Linked DNA regions of Anas platyrhynchos: region 1 is linked to region 2. A link is a contact called in public Hi-C data. All regions are on one chromosome and are shown on one strand. Each heading gives the region's core, a stretch centred on a gene start, on an enhancer-like site or on the middle of the called end of the contact. The rest is flanking DNA. Distances are from core to core; before and after follow the strand shown.

Region 1 (4,415 bases), core at 346-2,845, 62 kb after region 2:
AAGGGTGCCCCCCGGATGATTCTGGGTTGACTTTCTTAGCGTTAGGCTTCGAAAGGCGCTTTGGGGTGGGAGATTTTGAATTGGGAGAATTTTCCCCCCTCCCCTAACTTTTGCTGGGCGCGCTCTGCTCCGAGCCGAGGGCGCTTCGGCTGCTGCGTTTCGCAGCCTTATTTTTTTTTAATAATTACTTCTGCAATTAAAAATAATAATAATTAAAAAATATATAAAAAAGGATCTATGCAACGCTTTCTGAGCACAAAAGCACGGCCTGAAAAACAGCGGGAGGAGGGCCCCAGCGGTGGGACCCGCAGCTCCTGCAGGATCCAGAGGGGATCCGGAGGGGATCCGGAGGGGATCCACTCCTCGCCCGCTCCAGGACGGCTCCTCAAAGCCCCGAAACTGCCCCAAAGTTGCCTAGAGGGGGGGGGCAGCCCTTAGGGCTCCGAACAATGCCCGGAGCCGCCCCCCCCCCCCGGCCCCGATCTCCCCCGGCAGGGCTCGGAGCAGGGCTAAGGGGGGGGGGGCTCCGGGGCTGCCCCCCGGCGGCCAACAAAGGGCGAGCCGGGGGCGCACAAAAGGCGGCGGCAGAGCTGCTGGGCGCCCAAACTTCCCCGGCACCTGCCCCCAAATTATCCCGGCTGTGTGTCCGTGTGTGTGTGTATCCATGTGTCCCCCCCCCGGCGAGCCTCACCTGGCCTGCGCTTCGTCCAAACTCTGGTCGGTGATGGTCATGATCTGCTGTAAGATGTCTCCGATGTCCTGCTTCCTGCCTGCCTCCCCCTCCGCCCCGCCTGGTCCATCCTGCATGTGCTGGGACAGGCCCGGGTGCCCGGGCATCCCCACCCCGCCGTGCGTGTGCATCAGCCGCGGCTGCTCGTCCATCTCCGGCCCCGCCGCCTGGGCTCGGCTCCTCGCTCGCTTTGCTTCTTCTTCTTCTTCTTCTTTTGCTTCGTGTCTTCCCCCCCCACCTCCCTGCACACACTCCTCCTCCTCCTCCTCTTCCTCTTCGCGCTGCTTTTTTTTTTTTTTTATTGTTATTGATCCTTCAGGCTTCCAGCTCGGCGGCGGGGAGGAGAAAAAAAAAAATAGAAAAAAATTTAAAAATTTAAAAAAAAAAAAAAAAGGAGAGAGAGGAGAGGGAAGAAAGGGGGGAAAAAAAATCCCTTCGGCTGCTGGAGGAGGAGGAGGAGGAGGAGGAGGGAGGGAAGGAGGGAGGGAGGGAAGGAGGGGGGGTTCCGGGGAAGGGAGGGGAAACGGCGGCGACTCCAAAAGGGGGCGGCGGGGCAGGAGCCGCTCCGGAGTCACTCCGGATCCCAGCGGGGCGCTGTCAGCGCCGGAGCCAGGCGGGCTCCAAACTTTGCCCCCTTTTTATTTTTATTTTTTTTAATTTTTTTCTTCCCTTCCTCCGGGCCGGGCTCGGGGCTGCGTGGCCGCCGGCAGCGCTGAGGTGGGCGGCAGCGGGGGCTGCCCCCTCCCCGGCCGGGCCTCCGCGCACCGCAGCCCCCCCCGGCCCCGGCCCTCGCCGCCTGCTTTTGTTCGGCTCCGGACTCCTCAAAGTGGCACGGAGGAACCCGAGGAGGAGGAGGAGGAGGGAGAAGGAGGAGGAGGAGGAGGAGGGGAGGAAGGGGCCGCCGCTGCTCCCCGCCCCCCCGGCCCCATTGGCGGCTGCGGAGGGAAGGCCCGGCCCCGCCGCCCGCACCGCCCCCCCGTCAATCTCCGGGTTCAGAGGTGGGCCGGGGGCCGCGCCCCGCCCGCGCCTTAAAGCGCCCACGGCCTTCCTCCTCCTCCTCCTCCTCCTCCTCCTCCTCCTCCTCCTTCTCCTTTCTTCTCCTGGCTTTGCCTGGAGGCGCTCAGCCGGCGGCTGAGATCCTCCCCGGAACGCCACAGCGAACCCACACGGCCCCTGAGGGGGCTCACGGCGCCCCTCACCTCACCTCATCCCCGTGAGGCAGAGCTGTCCCTAAAGCACAGCCACCCCCAAAGCACAGCCACCAGCTTGTCCCCAGCCACAAGGGACCCTCAGGGACACAAAGAACTGGGGTTTGCTGGGGCAGCGGGGCAAGGCCGAGGATATACCCACAGCATCTCCTCGCCTCCTGATCCTCTGCCACAACCTAAAAACATGGAACCAGATGGTCCCACACCTGATTTTGCAGCCCAAACCATACATCCTCAAGGCAAGGGAAGCCAGCAGAGATCCCAAGCCCACAGAGACCATAATTCAGGTCTATTTGTCGTGGTGTCACGGCACACAAGGAGGTGAAGGGCTTCACCAGCCCCTCTCTGCGTTATCCCAGACCCAAGGCTGCCACGTGGCCAGAAATACTTCTGGAGGCACCAGCGGGTGAGCAGGGCCAGCTGAAGCCTGCAAAGTTGTATTAAAAAGATGTAAAAGGGAGTTAGGGTGATCAGAAAAGCTTCCTGCTTGGGAGGTGACTTCATCAGACGCGAGGGCTGCCAAGCTCCAGGTCCCTCGTACCGTAAGGGGACACAGCCCCTGACCTCGGTGCAGGTCGGGGACGGAGCCGTCCAATTGATTGGAAATAAAACAAAAAAACAAGGCAATTGTTTTGCTTCTGCTCTTCCTCGTTAATGAAACACTTTCCAGTGTTTGAAGCAAAACATGACTTTCCATTTTGAAATTTCCTTTCAACCCATTAAAATGTTTTAAAGCGGTTGAAGGCAAAGTGAGATGTTTTGATTTTTGTCGCTATGAAATGTTTCACTCAACACGGGGGTTTTTTTTGATCCTCGACTTGCCAAAATTTTTCAAAAATTTGTTTCCTCACCCAAGACAGATCTATATATTTTTTTTTACTTTTTCAAAAAGGCCAAGAAACGGGAGAAAATATCCAGTATCTCCATGGCTCCACAGGAAATGGAACTTGATCCAAGGAACCAGGAGCCAAGGGACTTCTCTCCAAAGGCCCAAACTTTCAGACACTTAGTCATCTCTTCACTCCCTTGCTCGCACACCAAGTCTAGACGTACGCTGTCTCAAAATTTGGCAGGGACTCTCCCATCCCCAGAGGTCAGCACAGGGTTTGGGTTTGATCTTGAGCAGCCCCAGGGAGTGGAAGCGCAGCAAGAGGTCCACGTGCACGACAAAACGGGGAGCGCTGCGACAGGCCAGGCTGTGGGGACAGACAGCAGCACCCCAGGGGCAGCGGGGCACACGGGGTGGGATGCCGTGGTCTGCTGACCCCACAGACTCTTCTATTGCAAATCCTTCCCCGTTTCCAAAGTCACAGCATGGTCCTGCAGCGTTTTGGGTAGATGCCAGGCAGCGGGAGCCAGAAGACCCTTAGGGCAGCCGTCATGGGTAGGAGATGAGGCTCACATGGGGGCAAGAGGAGTTGTCTGTGGGGTGGGTGAGCCCAAGGCTCACCCCATGGCATCTCACGGGGAGGGGGATGCCGCAGCCCGAGCTGCTCCACAGGAGGCATCCAGCACGGGGCCTTGGAGGAGTAATTGGGAACGGCCAGGACTCTGCCTCTGCCGTCTACCGGAGTCTGTAAAATCCCTCCTGTCAGAAATAACTAATCCTGGGGCCTTTACAACGCCTCTCCCGAAAAGCACATTTCATCCCACTGTCTCCTTCTGCCTTCCAAGTGCCTGAGACTGCAATAGGTATTACCGAAAATATTCCCCCCGGGAGCCGACACTGGACTCCCTTAAAGCCCGAACGCCACCACCCCTCCTTCCCCAAGACACAAGCAAGCGCTGTGCTCTATTATCTCTACACCCACTAAATCTTCCTGAAATAAAGAATAAACATTTCCACCACACATAGTATAAGTGTATATGCCAAGCTGCGTCGCTTCCTCCCCTCTGTGGTTATTATAAAGTGGTTTTGTTTCAATGGCGAAGCAGATGGACAGGGTCCAAGTCTGCCGGCCCTGCTCCCTGGGAGTACGTCTGACACTGGCTTTGGTTTATCACGGATTCCTGAAGAAAACGTTTACGGGAGCCTCTTGTTTAAAGTCTTGGCTCCAGCATGACATAATTCCTATTATTTATTGAATGAAAATCAAGCTGTTGTTAATGCACCATTACCGTGGCGGAGCGAAGCCCTGGGAAATTGAGGCCAAGCACACTCTTTCTCTGAGCACGAGGGAAGCATCTCCCCACCATCACCCCCCGATGCCTACACCACAGGATGAAAACCAGTCTCCTGCCCTGTGAATCCTTACACGTTTTCATTTTGGTGAGGACAGCCTGAATTCCTCACACTCTTTTACTTTGAGGTCTCAAAACTGAGACCCCATAGTCGATACGTAGCCCCACTTCAGGGGATGGGTACCTGAGATCCCTCAGTGGTGATGCTCGTTTCCATTCTTCACAACCAAATTCCTTTTCCTCCCTTTTCTGCACTTTTTCCACTACCTCATTCCACGGAAAAACCTGCCCCTGTC
Region 2 (4,599 bases), core at 2,057-4,556:
AGCGCGCCGAGCTAAATGTCAGCGGTGCCACCAGGGCTTTCCAGCCGGCGCACGCTCCCGGGCTCACGCTGAGCCCTGTCCCTTCTCATTCTGCTGCTGAATGGGTAGAAAGGGAGCACATCTCATGTGAGGGGCTACGAGCCAGGAGGGAGGCTTGTCGGGGATGCTCCAGGTATTTTGGATCCTCTGAGGGGTGAGCAAAGCCCACAGACCAGCGTGGCACAAGGCGTTCGCCCCAAACACGGCTGTGTCTATCCATACAGCCCTCTTCAGACACAGGCGTATCTCCATCCTTCCCCCCTTAAAAGCCTTTCAAGCCAAAAAAGCCTGCCCAAAGGTCAGAGAGGGCTCAAGCCAGACCCCTTTGAAGCGAGCACCGTGGCTGGAGATGCTTATCCCCCAGCCCGTACCAACAGGGACGCCTCCAAATCACACTTCCGAGGCCTTCGGGGTGCTCAGCAACACGCGAGGCACAGCTCATGTGTTGGGGAGCCCCGAGCAAAGGCTGGAGCAGATGCAGAGCATTGAGCACATTCCTTCCCCTGGCTGCATCGCAGCACGAGGCAGCGCCGGGACCTCTGCCCCTGCCTCCCCTGCCCCCAGCACTCATTTGGCATCCAGCGCCATCAGCTCCGGGGGGGCGCGCGCGGGGAGTCGCCACCGACATCCTCCTGGGAGCAGGGCGCCTTCCCCCACGGGGCAAACATTAGTGGGACAACTGGAAACGTTCAACTTGATTATAATGCTTTAAGAAAAGGTCACGGTGGAATTTCAGCGCTTTACCTTGAGCTCTGTTCGTTCCGCGCGGGACGAGATGGGAAGAGTCAGCTTGCCCTGGCTCGTGGCATCCACACGGCTCCGACTGCATCTCGGGGGGCCGGGGGAGCACAGAAGCCCCCCCAGCCCTGCGGGGCACAGCAACAAGGCACTGTGGACATGCGGGTGGGCACAGGCTGGACTATACCAAAGCTTTCCCCGTTTTCACCCCAAAGCTGCCTGACCCGCAGCTGATTTTGCGCAGCGCTCGCCCTTCTGCTTTTGAAACGGGCCCAAATACACCCAAAAAGCAGGGCAGAGCAGCCAGCAATTCCTAGATAGCATCTCCCTCGGTGTCTGGGAAGTTTTCTAGCGTGCCGTTTGGCGTCGTCCTTTCAGGTCCCAAAAGGGAGCCAAGGCAGAAGCGTGGCAAGGCAGCAGGGAGATCCTCGCTCACGGCACCAGTGCCACCAGTGCCACCTCTCCGTCCTGGAGAGGCCGGGGGACAAAGCGAGGACGTGCAGAGGGGCTGACACGGTTTTGGCCGGCACTACAAGTGAAGGCTCTGTCTTAAATTTGATCTTTAAGCCCTCTGATAAAGGGGGATCTGGCACATCCCAACTCACAGGGGCAGAGGAGGGGCCCTTGTCCTCTGCGCGGCGGAGCGGGGGCAGCTCTGACCTGGAGCGGGCAGCTTGCTATCAGCTGGGCGAGAGGAAAACCAAGGTCAGGTTTGTTTGTGGCCAACTGAAAGATGCTCTGCCCCCAGCAATGTTCCTGCTGCCATAATTAAATCTGTCGTCCTACAATTTGCTGCCAGGGGAGGTCTCGGAAGGTCTCCGAGCAGAGGCAGGAGCCGAGCGCTGGTGGAGATGGAGCCATCTGCCCCCACCCGCGTGTGGGCTGCCAGGCCCGGGCCCAGGCGGGCGAAGGGAGGAGGAAAAGCCACGGGGAGCTCCGGGTGGCCACAGCAATTTGTGGGGAAGGGCAGGCTGACGAGGGTTTTTGGAGATTTACAACAGGCAGCGCCATGAAACCAGACAAAAAGCCTGGGTGAGGAGCTCTCCCACAGCACCGGGCGGTGGCTGGAAGGGCTCAGCATCCTTCCCTGCCTGCTGAGTGCTCCCCGAAGGGGGAACAGTCCGACACGCTACCCAAGCACGAGCCCTGATCGTTTCCTGCCCCCTGCCATGCAGCGGGAGCGCAGGGACAGCGTGACACTCGGCCACAAGCCGGGCAGCAGCTGGCGGGTCCCCTCCGCAGCATCCTTCCAACAAAAACCAACCGCGGGCGCGCTGGGGGAAGGTGACACTTACTTAAAAGCCAGCTTGGGCAGAATAAATCTCTCTCTTTTTTTATTTTTTGAGGCCACAGGAGGCACGCAGCCCCCCGTGTGCCCAGCGTTTGCTCCAACTTTCTGGAGCGCGCAGACGCACCTGCCTGTGGAGCCGGGATGCTGAATTCCCACCGCTCCGGCGCCGCTCGCAAGAACTCCCAGCTGCTGCCAAAAGGTATTTTTAGCTGCATTATTTATTTGAACACCTGCCTGAGACTTCAAGGCAGAGTACGGAGCCTGAGCAAAGGAAGGAGGGGAGGCGCGGGGCGAGCTGGACCTTTTCCACTGGAAGATTCGAGAGCGGAGGCGAAGCAAGGCCTGGGCTGCGCCGAGGAAGAGGATGGTGCCTCCAGGATCAGGGCACCAGGCGAATCCCAGCTCCTGGGAATAGCCCGGCACCTGAGCAGGCTGGAAAGGAGCTCCAACCACCCTCAGTGCGGGGCTGCCTTCGGGGAAATCAGGCTGGTTAGGTATCTGAGTGCACAGCACTTTGAGATGCTCTCGCTCGATGCGATATCTGCAGCGGGAGCGCTCAGGTCTTTCCTGGGTAACCCCATCTGGGGAGAACACTCAGTAGGACTGCCCTCGTTTAAAATGCCCTTCCTCTACACCGAAGCGGTGCCACCCCAGAAAAGCATCCCGTTCCCCCTTGCCTCCTCTCTCCTCATTACAAGCCACCTTCCCTGCTGCTGGGGTGGGCACAAGGCACCTGGAACATCAATTTCAGCCAGCCAGCCCCCGAGAAGAGAGGAAACAGTGAGGAAAAAGTGAAGGAGGTGAACTTCTCTCTTTTTCCCCCAAAGACGGAGGTGCCCACGTGTACCCCAGGGCACTGCAGGAGCCCAGGGAGCAATTCACAGGCCAAGCAGCGGGCACACGGGAAGCAACACGACACCTGGAGTTATTTTTGTGTGCCTTTCTTGCCACCCCATTCACTGATGCGAACAAAACCTCCCCTTTCGCTGAAATAATCCCCCCTTCTCTCTGAAATCAGCCAGGAAAAAAAAAAAAAGGAGGAAAAAAGAAAAGCAGCATCTAAAAATAAAGGCCAGGCCAGAGTATGTGCCTCTTGGTTGGGCTCCTGTGCTCACAGATCTGCTTATTTTGGCCTATCTCTCCCCAGCGATAAGGCAGCTAACAGCCCGTTATCAGCCAGTCAGTGAAAATGTGCTCCAGCCTGATTAGGGCTCAGTCTTTGCCAAGGTTATAAACAGCCGTTATCGTTCTCCCAAACAGAATAATCCGGACAGTATCAGCTCAGAAACATATGGGCCACACAGCGAAGATAGCCGCTGACGGACACTTCATTTTAATTGTAACGAGTGGTTAGCAGCAGCCTCCAGACAACAGGCACAACTGCCCAATTGGCAGTGGGTTCGCCTCTTCTCCTGCAGCCCCCCTCCCTCCTGCTGGCCGCACGTTTCCTCCTCTCCCCCGTTTCCCTTTTCTCTCCGGATCTGGCTGAGGTCGGGGTCCCGCTGGGGGTCACCACGGTGCCAAGAGGGTACGTGGGGAGCTGCGTGCCCCTTCCCGAGGCTTTGCAGCCCCCCCGGCGAGCACGGATGCCACCGAGCAGGACGGGAGCGGGCACGCAGCACCCAGCTTATCTCCGGGGGTGGAAAATGGGCACAGGGCAGCGGTGGCACGAGTGTGGCCACGTCACGCCTGACGTCCGCGTAGGATGTAGGCTGGGGCACGGGGAGGCACCCACACCGAGCCCTGGGTGCCAGAGCTGGGACTGTCTGCAGCTCAGCCACCCCTTCTGCTCGCTCCCCTCTTCTCCATCAGCCTTGGCAGCAGCCAAGAGCACTGGGAGAGCTTCATCCTTGACCCAGAAGACAAAACCATGCGATGGCAGCTCGGTGCACAACGGTTTGTGCCCCACAGGCCAGGAGAACAGGGACATCGGGGCACAGGGGTGCCTCCTCCCCAGTCCCTGACTGCAAACGGTGTGGGGTAGGCACCCGACACGGCCACAGGAGATCCCAGTGGATCACGCACGGCCACAGGAGCACTGGTGCTGCCCGTGGACTCTCCCACCGGTCCCCCCTGCACACCACATGCCGGGGTGCCCCGTGGTCCCCATCCCTGTCCCCATCAAGCCACCGCCTCGCTCCTGGCCCGAGTGCCAGTTCGGCAGCAGGCAGGGTGCGGGAGGAGGGGCGCCAAGCCCTCATTTCACATTCTCCCAGTGTCCTTTCTGTGTCATACTTCTTTTTTTTTTTTTTCCTTTCCCCTTTCCTCCCTCCCTCTTCCCAAAAGGGGTGGTTTAGCTCAGAGAGCCTTAAACACATTTGCATTCCCAAGACAAGCTTAGGCATAAATTCATCTCAGTGCAGGGGTCTTTTTTTTTATTATTATTATATTTTTTTTCCCTCCCTACGCTCCTGATTTTCATCCCTTCTCCTTTTCTCTCCAAACCCAAAATGAATTCAGCCAGAACCCTTGCAATCCCGGCGCCGTGGCGCTGCGCAGTGCAGGATTACAAGGGATCCGAGGGCTTTCCT

The links. Hi-C and Micro-C count contacts between places; a contact is called where the count stands out from the background.
Region 1: a contact with region 2 is called in a Hi-C map of F5 follicle, with 1.7 times the contacts expected there. The contact joins the promoter of PBX1 here to the enhancer-like site in region 2.

The regions. Positions count from the first base shown.
Region 1 is chr8:17,748,689-17,753,103 of IASCAAS_PekinDuck_T2T, forward strand. It overlaps PBX1 (PBX homeobox 1), which reads right to left and starts at 1,596. Exons shown (of 9, transcript XM_027463507.3): 1 at 692-1,596. The coding sequence starts at 882.
Region 2 is chr8:17,685,460-17,690,058 of IASCAAS_PekinDuck_T2T, forward strand. The region is part of intron 2 of PBX1 (PBX homeobox 1); the gene reads right to left. Among named protein-coding and RNA genes, the nearest start is that of PBX1, 63 kb to the right of the region's middle. Within about 2 kb of position 3,307, at least 6 of the 8 cell types and tissues checked have an H3K27ac peak or open chromatin away from gene starts, as enhancers often do. A contact at or near this core is called in F5 follicle, where this site is marked.